3 separate regions of the Mus musculus genome follow, and regions 1 and 2 are each linked to region 3. A link is a contact called in public Hi-C and HiCAR-type data. All regions are on one chromosome and are shown on one strand. Each heading gives the region's core, a stretch centred on a gene start, on an enhancer-like site or on the middle of the called end of the contact. The rest is flanking DNA. Distances are from core to core; before and after follow the strand shown. Region 1 overlaps Lrmda (leucine rich melanocyte differentiation associated). Region 2 overlaps Adk (adenosine kinase). Region 3 holds the start of Vdac2 (voltage-dependent anion channel 2).

Region 1 (2,700 bases), core at 182-2,681, 980 kb before region 3:
TCACTTTGAGGGCTAAGGACGAAGCTCAGCTGGCAGAGTACTTGGCCTGGCATGCATGGGGCCTGGAGCTCAGTCCCCAGCACTGCATAAACCCGGCATGGTGCCTCAAGGCCATATAATTCCAGTGCTTGAGACGAGGTTAGGGGAATCAGAAGTTCCACACCATCATGGCCGCCTAGCAAGTCTGAGCACTGCCTAAGATACAGGACAGTCTGTCCCCAAACAAATAAACAAATAGACAAGTTAGAGGCTGAGTTCCTGGCCTACCCCAAAAGTCCTAGCTGAAGCAATAATCCTTAGAATGTTCTTTTAAAACAGAAATCTGACAAAGTTGCTTTTCTGCTTAAAACAGCATGTAAAGTTTGGCCTGAATTTCAAGCTTTGAACATGGCCAATAAGGCCCCAGGGCACAGCCTTTCCTTCTTTGCAGGCCTGACTCTTGCCTCTCCCCTTGTTTGGCAAGCAGGAACCTGTCTGGCAGCTTTTCTATTCCTTCAGGTGCTCAGTCCTGAGATCCGGAGATCTTCACCGAATAGAATAATCTTTCTCCTGACGCTTTCTCTCCAGCATGCTCTGCCTTAGTGATAGTCCCCTGCTATACTGCAAACTCCCCACACATTTTGTCACCACAACCCTGAATAGCTGACTCATAGTAATGTCTCAATAAATTCTTGTCACACGATAAAATACATTTATTTAATGCTAAACAAACACCATCCTTCAGTCTCCACGGGTTCAAAGCAACAAAGTAAAAAATAAGTTAAAAATAAAACAACAAAACAACGTAACAAAGTAGCAAAGCATTTGTATCAGCCTTCCCAGTCACTGCACACTGTTTTCTAAGGGAAATAACCCCTTTAGAGCCCTTGATGCTCACTGAGTGGAACACACAGGGTCCTGCAACCCCCATTCCTCATGGGCAGCCTCTTCTCAAGGAGGGCCCTGTTGATTCTTGCTGCATGCAAGGGCTTAAGTTACAGCACACACTTTGCCAAAAGGAGTCATCAGAGGTTGTTTAGAACAAAAGAAGACTTCCTTCCCGGGGTTCAGCCTGATCCACAAGTGATAGAAACAAAAGCAGAGCCCGTGGCTTCCAAGATGCATTCAGAGTCCTCAGGCTGGGCTGGGGCTCCAACAAGAGGCCACTGGGCCCCATGCTAAGTGAAGCAGCATACGGCTCACTTAATTGGGCTTGCCTTTTATTATACTTCTCTCTTGCTCCTGCAACCTGTGATTTTTTTGATGAATGCATCATAAAATGTTTAATCCAAATGAAGACCAAAGGAGTGCAGGGAAGCATCCATTAGTCACTGCCAGATCCTCCAACGACAGGAGACAGGGTCTTAAGGACTGCTATTAGGGACGGAGCCCGGTTGCAATGCAGCCCTCGTGCTGCGCGGCTCAGTCAGCAGAAGGGGGAGCTGTAGTGTAACCTATTTGAGATGTAAATCTAGAGCTGGCAGTGCTGCAGATTAGAGACTGTGGTCGCTGCTGTCGGCCGGTCTACAGCAATACTATATATCCTGTCCTGGTCGGTGCAGGTCATTAACAGGACGCGGAATGGTGTTAGTAAATGTGAACATTAAGAAACCCAGGTCAGCAAAGGACGGAAAGCATGGCAGCCACACTTCAAGGGGAATCAACCCCCCGGGAAGGGGAGATTGCATGGATACAGAAACAGGCAAGTGACAGTGTTAGCTTTGAGTGACAACAGACGAGCCACCACAAACGTGATAGGGTGGTATCTTGACATGAGAGAAATTAGACATGGAAGAGGGAAAATGAGAGAAACAGAATAGGGGACAAGGAGGAAAGGGAGGAAGGAGGGGAGAGGAGAAAGAGGGAAGGAAGAAGAGGGGGAGAGGATGGAGGAGGGAACAGAGTAGAGGTCTTCTGTCCATGCCTGCATACAGCAACAAGGAAGGTTTCACGAACACACAGTCCCAGGAGGGCTGGAGGGACATTGCCCCTCTTTGTGTGGACCTTGCATAAAAACGGGACAAAAGACTCAGAACAAGGCCCCTAGCTTCCCGGAGCCGAGCCATAGCTGCTGCTTGGGCTCTATTTTTTGACCAAGTCAGGTGTCCCTACTGCCAAAGAAGTTTTCCTTTTTCCCTGACTCCAGGCACTTCCTGTTTCCTTCAAGTGGAACTCCCCAAGACTCATCAAATCCACAATTTAATTACATCTCAGAGAGAGAGGGAGAGAGAGAGAGAGAGAGAGAGAGAGAGAGAGAGAGAGAGAGAGAGAGAGAGAGAGAGAGAGAGGAAGGAGAAGGAGGAGTGTAAACATGACTTCTTTTTATCTCCCGATACATCTGGACAAGTAGACAATGTGCTAAAACAAAATAAATCTGCCCTGACAGACACATCAAAGGGGCTTGCAGCTACTTACAGCCCAGGAATGCAGTTGCTAAGCATCGGCCAAAGACTTATCAGTCCTTGGAAGAAATGCTTTTTTCTCCCTTTGAGGGGGGCGATGAGGAAGGCTGGGGAGTGGGAACCAGCCTGCAAAAGGAGACTGGGGATTTGCAGGGATTTTGAAGCTTAAAATGAATTGTGTGAAGAAAAGGAGTTTTGTGGTGGTTTTCCTTTTGACGTACGGCCTATATTTTTATAAAGGTTGCCCATGGAAAAGCCCTCCAGAAAGGGCTCTTTAGGATTTTAATAGAAAGAAGATTGTGAAAAAAAAAATATAAAA
Region 2 (2,700 bases), core at 27-2,526, 580 kb after region 3:
TACAAACTCTTTAAAAAACTCCCTAAAGTGTACCAATTGGGGTGGTCTAAATTAACAATATCTTGGTAGCCCAAGGGTAGCAAAAATAGATTGAACTACCAAATTTCATCATCCTTATAGCAGCTGTCTTCCTGCCTCTAGGAAGCTGAGTATTTAACAAAGCAGACAGCTTGGCACTGGCGTCTGATTAGCAGCGTGTGCATTGTCAGACAGAATGTGCTTGGCTCTTCTGTTCCAGGGTTGGATTAGAAGCCTGCAGAGCACTGGGACTTTATTCTTCAGGCTTCTCAGAAGTAAATAAGTTCTGCGTCGTCTTCCTCTGTTGCTACACCTGGCAAACTGATTAGGTGCCTTCTTAGTAATGTGCGCTATCAAATGCTAGACAATTTAAATAAAGGCTTTCAAGGATAGTATCACAAAGGATGAAATTTGTCAATTTAAAAATTACTATGGTTAAGCATAATATGTATAAAAATTATTTCTCGAAATAAAGTGCTTTGAATTATGTTGAACCTAAATATTAAAATATTGCTTGTGGGGGAGGAAGGGTGGTCATTTTAGAGTATATAAAAATAAAATTATATTCTTAAAATATTAAATATAAAAGATTTTTTTCCCTGAACTCACATGAAGCATGCTAGAAATAAAACACTGCTTTACAAGAATAATATTATTTTGCTGCAGGGTACAAAACATTAAATTATAAAAGGGTGACTCTCATTACCTTTTCACCAGAAATTTCTTTGAAAATTTATTACAAATGATTGTGCTTATTGGCAGAGTTCAAAATCAGCAGAGTCCACGCAAACAATCTACTTCAGTGCGAGGTACATTCTTTTACTCTATCGGATCCGTCGGAGGTAATCAGACTGGATGTTTTATTCAACAGGGCTGAAGAAAATTGTTCTACAATAGGTTAATTCAAAATGGCAGCATAGAAAATGCATCTGTCAGTGGGGATCAAATTACAGGGCAAGCTCCTCTCAATGCTTAGAAAAACAAGTCTGCAGTTCTACAGATTATGTGCCTGTGTGTGTTTAAAGGGGTGGGAAAGGAGCTAAATATCCGAGCTAACCTCCAATTAAAGTCAATCATAAAAACAGCCAATTTAATGAGTGCAGATTTCTTTGGGTAATTATAACACCAACCACTTTTTTCTCTTTTAGATCTGTAATTCTGCCTTCTTGTTATTGCTTGCTTTGTCACTAATCGCCTCAGGACCTTGATTTCCTAGCAACAGACTGCCACCAAACACTTGGCTCCTGTTCAACATTTTCTTTGTGAAAAATGGCACTGCTGTTGCCGCCTGGGCTGCTGCAGCTAGACTGGCTGTGTAAGTGCTCTAATAATGTATTCCACTGGAAAAAAAAATCACATGATACAGGGTGCGAGGACTGAGCTCAGTTAATTACTGAGCTGGGAAGTTTATCTACAATCTAAAAGCTGTGCTGGGGGAGGGGGCTACAGGATTAAAAAAATGCATTCCTTCCATTATTAATAATTTGAAGGTAAGAATTTGCAAAGAAATATTCTATTTTGAGGTATATAAGTTTATTAAGGATTAGATACAAAAGGCCAATGTCCTTAAAATGTTGCTTGATGATTTCTTTCTCTACAACATGGCCCCAAACACACAAAAGAATCACAGAACAGTTTGCTGCAATTTAAGAGAGCAAATTAACCTATGTATCTGTCAGCTGTGTCTTTCCTACTTAAGGCAAAATCATTTGTATATGTAAATATGCTGTATGGGATGGTAAGAGGTTTTCATTCACAGCGTGAACAGTACATACTGAGAAAACTGAACATTCAAAATATTGTGTTTTGGTATATTGTACACTTAAGTAAATATTTAATAACCCATGATAAGAGTAAAGATGCTTATCATTACTTGTGAAACGATTCAATTGGGACTGAAGAAAATCAGACCTTGTGATTAGAAACCCTGTGATAAGGTAACATAATGTGATTTTTTTTTTTAACTGGGTAGATTTATTAAGATTTTTCATGTCTTCGAAATACTGCCACCCCTGGTAATGATAGTTATGGAAATTAACATGGCATGTCAGCTATGGTTCACTGAAGCCTGGCTCTAACTCTCAGAAATGCGGCTTTATAAGACTGGCATGTTTCAGGACTGCTGTCACGATATGATAATTTAATATACCCAAGAGTGCACTAAGTATTATGGAAGCATCTGTGAAACTAATAAGCCAGTGGCCATACTGATTCTCACCAGTGTCTACAGACTGTGTAACAAACTTACTACAAAGTAGTCGCAATTCAGCTCAGCTGAGGGAGGGAAAAGGCTAGAGGGTACCTTAAAACCATCACGATCACTAACCTTGACAGATGAAATAAAATGAAATTACAGAAGCTCTTTAGCAGAGCACTAAGCATTAAAAAGCCACTGATTATATCCAAGAGTAAAAATATGTACATGCCTTTAAAAAGTGAATAAATAAGGCATTTGACTTTAAAGAATCTGCTTATTGTTGATAATAAGCCACATTGTTTCAACTGAGTCTGAGCCAATAGTATATTTTTACAAAATATAATTCTTGGTTGACTTAACAAAGGAAACACAATCGCCCATCAGTTTTAGAAAATATTGATAATTACTATACAACCATATCAAAATATCTGCGGACTGCAGTAAAGCTGGTTGATGTTTACAGGTAAAACATTTAAAAGTCTATA
Region 3 (2,700 bases), core at 177-2,676:
CTCTTTTATGTTTAAAAGGGAAAAAAGTCCTTACCAAATCCTTTGTTGAAAATGTCTCTGGCAGCTTTGCCGAGGTCAGCATAGGGTGGAGGGATACACATCGCTAGTCAAAAGAAACATTCTACAGTTAATGTGAGCTACTACTAGGACCTACTGCTAACATTTACATTCAAGCAGTTCAACCGGAGTGGGTTTTGATGCCACTAGAACTTCAATAAATGTTATTCTAAAGTAGCCACCCATAACAAAAACTTATTTCTAAATAGCTATGTGGTAATACAAACCTGGGACATTTCTACCAAGTTTTAAGAATGGGGGAAGCCTTTCTAATTCCTAAACATAAGTGTCTACTGCCTACACAGTTGCCAAAACTCAAGGTGACTGATTTAACGGAGATAAAAACCAAAATTTAAGCTTAGGCGTTCTCCCCTAACAAACCTTTGGGAAGGACTTCCAAAATCAAAACCAACACTCTGGGAACTGGCACAATTGAGACACGGGCAAAAAATACAACCATCTATGTCTACAGCAACTAAATATCAAATGGCACTTTAAACACATTACTACGGTCCCCCAAGTCCTCCGACAACGTGAGGCTTAAGGGCAAGGAATCCGAGCTCCAGGAGCAGCTCATTCATTCTCCAGTGCACATCCACGCCCTTAGGAACACGTGTAATGACCTTGTAGTGCACTCGACCTGTGCAGGCAGACAGCGAACTACTTCCTCTTGCAAAGTGACTGCTCTAACTCTCCGCCCCCCCCCCCCGAACCCCAAGATGGAATTCAACAACTAAGTGTTTTGCTTTCGGATTTGTAAGTAACATATCCAAAAGCCAAGGGTGGGTGCGGCCAAGGACCAACGCCCCAGGCGCGAGCCCCCCTATCTGCAACCCAACAGCCCAGCACCACGTCCGTCAACAGAGTGGCAGTGTAAGACTTAGGGGGCGCGCAAAGAAGCAAACTTTCCAAGTCTTTGCAGGCATCATGTGGGCCACGGCGGAACAAGGTATGGTTCTCTAAAGAGGAACAGCACAGCCCCCATGGCCCCATCGCGCAAACACCTCTTGTGCTACTTACGCCGTGGGCATACCGGTACACAGCACTCAGCCATGGCGAAGTCGCGGGGAAAAGGTGATCTGTGAAAGGGACAAGAAGTGCGGTCAGGGGACAGTCAAAGGGTCCCCTGGGGAGCTCGGACATTAGAGAAAGGGGCCGGGGCCGCTGCGGCCATCTTAGGGGACCAGGGCCGCCCTGAGTTCACTCAGGCTGCCGGCCCGCCCTAAGGCCCCAGAGTCGGCAAGAGGCGGGCACCATAGTACCTGCGGGTGTCCTGAGGGGCGCTGCCGCCACCGCTCGGCTCGCAGCTGAGGCCACTCCGCTATCTGAAAGTTGCGCTGCAGCCACCGCGGCTGGAGGGCGAAGTGAAGGAGACACCGTTGCGCCCCGCCGCAAGCCTGGCCTCCCCCAGCCAGGTCCCCGCCGCGGCCGCCCGGGCTGTCTACCGCGCCTGTCCTTGCCGCTCCGCCCGCTGCCCACTCCCACCTGCTCCGGAGTGACCACGTGGGTCGAGAGCACGGCGGTCTCCTTGGGTGAGCGGTCTCGGACCGTCCGGCGGGGACGGGGCGAGCAGGAGCTGCGGGGCCTCGGGTTAGGCAATGTCCAGGACAGCCCCAGAGGCGAGGACCTGGGAACGGCGGAGGCGGCGCAACGGCACCCGCGCGGTCAGGATGGGAGTGGCCACGCGAGTCGCGACGGGGCGGGGCGATGTGCCCCGCAGGGTCACGTGCACCCTCTCAGCCTCCTCCCTGAGTCCCAGCCTGGAGGTCTGAACTTAAGGTCCGGGTTGAGGGGGATGAAACACTCTCCCCAAGTGCAGCCTCCATGCTCTTCCCATCTCGGTTCACCGCCCACCGCCATGTCCTCCCCTGCTGGGACTAGGCTGGGCTCCAAAGGAACAAACTTGAGCCAGTCTCTGGGCATTTCTCTCGGAGCCTCAGGGTTGCGCTCCTGCAGCCTCCGTCTCACCCATATATGGTATGGGTTCACACACGCGCAGAAGCACATCCTGCTCTAGGAAGAGAAGCTTCCCCTGGTTGAGAGGCCTGGAGAGACAAGGGAATAACTGTAGGATTCATGCTGACCAGTCATTAGAATGCTGCTCTCAAGTTCTTTAGATATGCCAGAAGAGGGAGGGAGCAGCCAGTCCTGATGCCTATACCTGTAGTCCCAGATCTGGGCGGCAGAGAAATTACACCAGATTGAGGCTAAACTACAGAGTGAGGCAAAAGGTTAATAAAGATAAGAGACCGCTGGATAGTGGTGGTGCACACCTTTAATCCCAGCACTTGGGAGGCAGAGGCAGGTGGATTTCTGAATTCGAGGCCAGCCTGGTCTACAGAGAGAGTTCCAGGACAGCAAGGGCAATACAGAAAAACCCTGTCTTGAAATAATAATAATAGAGACCAGTTTGAGGCTAAACTACAGGGTGAGGCAAACAGGATAATAAAGATAGAATCGGAGGCTCAGTGAGTAAGAACCCTTATCTTGCTGTGCATGCAAGGGGACCTGAGCTCGGATCCCCAGCACCCAACACCCACATTAAAAGCCAGTAGTAGTTCCAGAAATAGAAACAAGAGGGTCACGGGGGCTCTGTCAACCTGGCCTGCAAACCGTGTTCTCTAAATTCTGTAAAAGGTGAAG

Evidence for each region. Hi-C and Micro-C count contacts between places; a contact is called where the count stands out from the background. HiCAR-type assays count read pairs that join an accessible place to other places.
Region 1: a HiCAR-type map of astrocytes shows a contact between it and region 3, with 2.6 times the contacts expected there. The contact joins the enhancer-like site here to the promoter of Vdac2 in region 3. A contact is called at or near these places in 9 of 39 promoter capture datasets (the 3T3-L1 cell line, 3T3-L1-derived adipocytes, the C10 cell line and 5 more), 3 of 115 datasets of contacts at active chromatin or transcription factors (astrocytes, bone marrow-derived macrophages and stem cell-derived neural progenitor cells) and 2 of 9 other capture datasets (adipose tissue and liver).
Region 2: a contact with region 3 is called in a Hi-C map of olfactory sensory neurons, with 2.6 times the contacts expected there. The contact joins the enhancer-like site here to the promoter of Vdac2 in region 3. A contact is called at or near these places in 3 of 39 promoter capture datasets (embryonic stem cells, hippocampal neurons and maxillary cranial neural crest), 1 of 484 Hi-C or Micro-C datasets (olfactory sensory neurons) and 3 of 115 datasets of contacts at active chromatin or transcription factors (astrocytes, bone marrow-derived macrophages and trophoblast stem cells).

What each region holds. Positions count from the first base shown.
Region 1 is chr14:22,807,177-22,809,876 of GRCm38.p6, reverse strand. All of the region lies in intron 5 of Lrmda (leucine rich melanocyte differentiation associated), which reads right to left. Among named protein-coding and RNA genes, the nearest start is that of Gm30926, 7.2 kb to the right of the region's middle. Within about 2 kb of position 1,431, at least 77 of the 459 cell types and tissues checked have an H3K27ac peak or open chromatin away from gene starts, as enhancers often do. A contact at or near this core is called in 3T3-L1-derived adipocytes, the HPC-7 cell line, adipose tissue and 3 more, where this site is marked.
Region 2 is chr14:21,251,022-21,253,721 of GRCm38.p6, reverse strand. All of the region lies in intron 6 of Adk (adenosine kinase), which reads right to left. Among named protein-coding and RNA genes, the nearest start is that of Gm52152, 170 kb to the left of the region's middle. Within about 2 kb of position 1,276, at least 99 of the 459 cell types and tissues checked have an H3K27ac peak or open chromatin away from gene starts, as enhancers often do. A contact at or near this core is called in astrocytes, hippocampal neurons and olfactory sensory neurons, where this site is marked.
Region 3 is chr14:21,830,287-21,832,986 of GRCm38.p6, reverse strand. It overlaps Vdac2 (voltage-dependent anion channel 2), which reads right to left and starts at 1,426. Exons shown (of 10, transcript NM_011695.2): 1 at 1,320-1,426; 2 at 1,078-1,136; 3 at 35-103. The coding sequence starts at 1,111.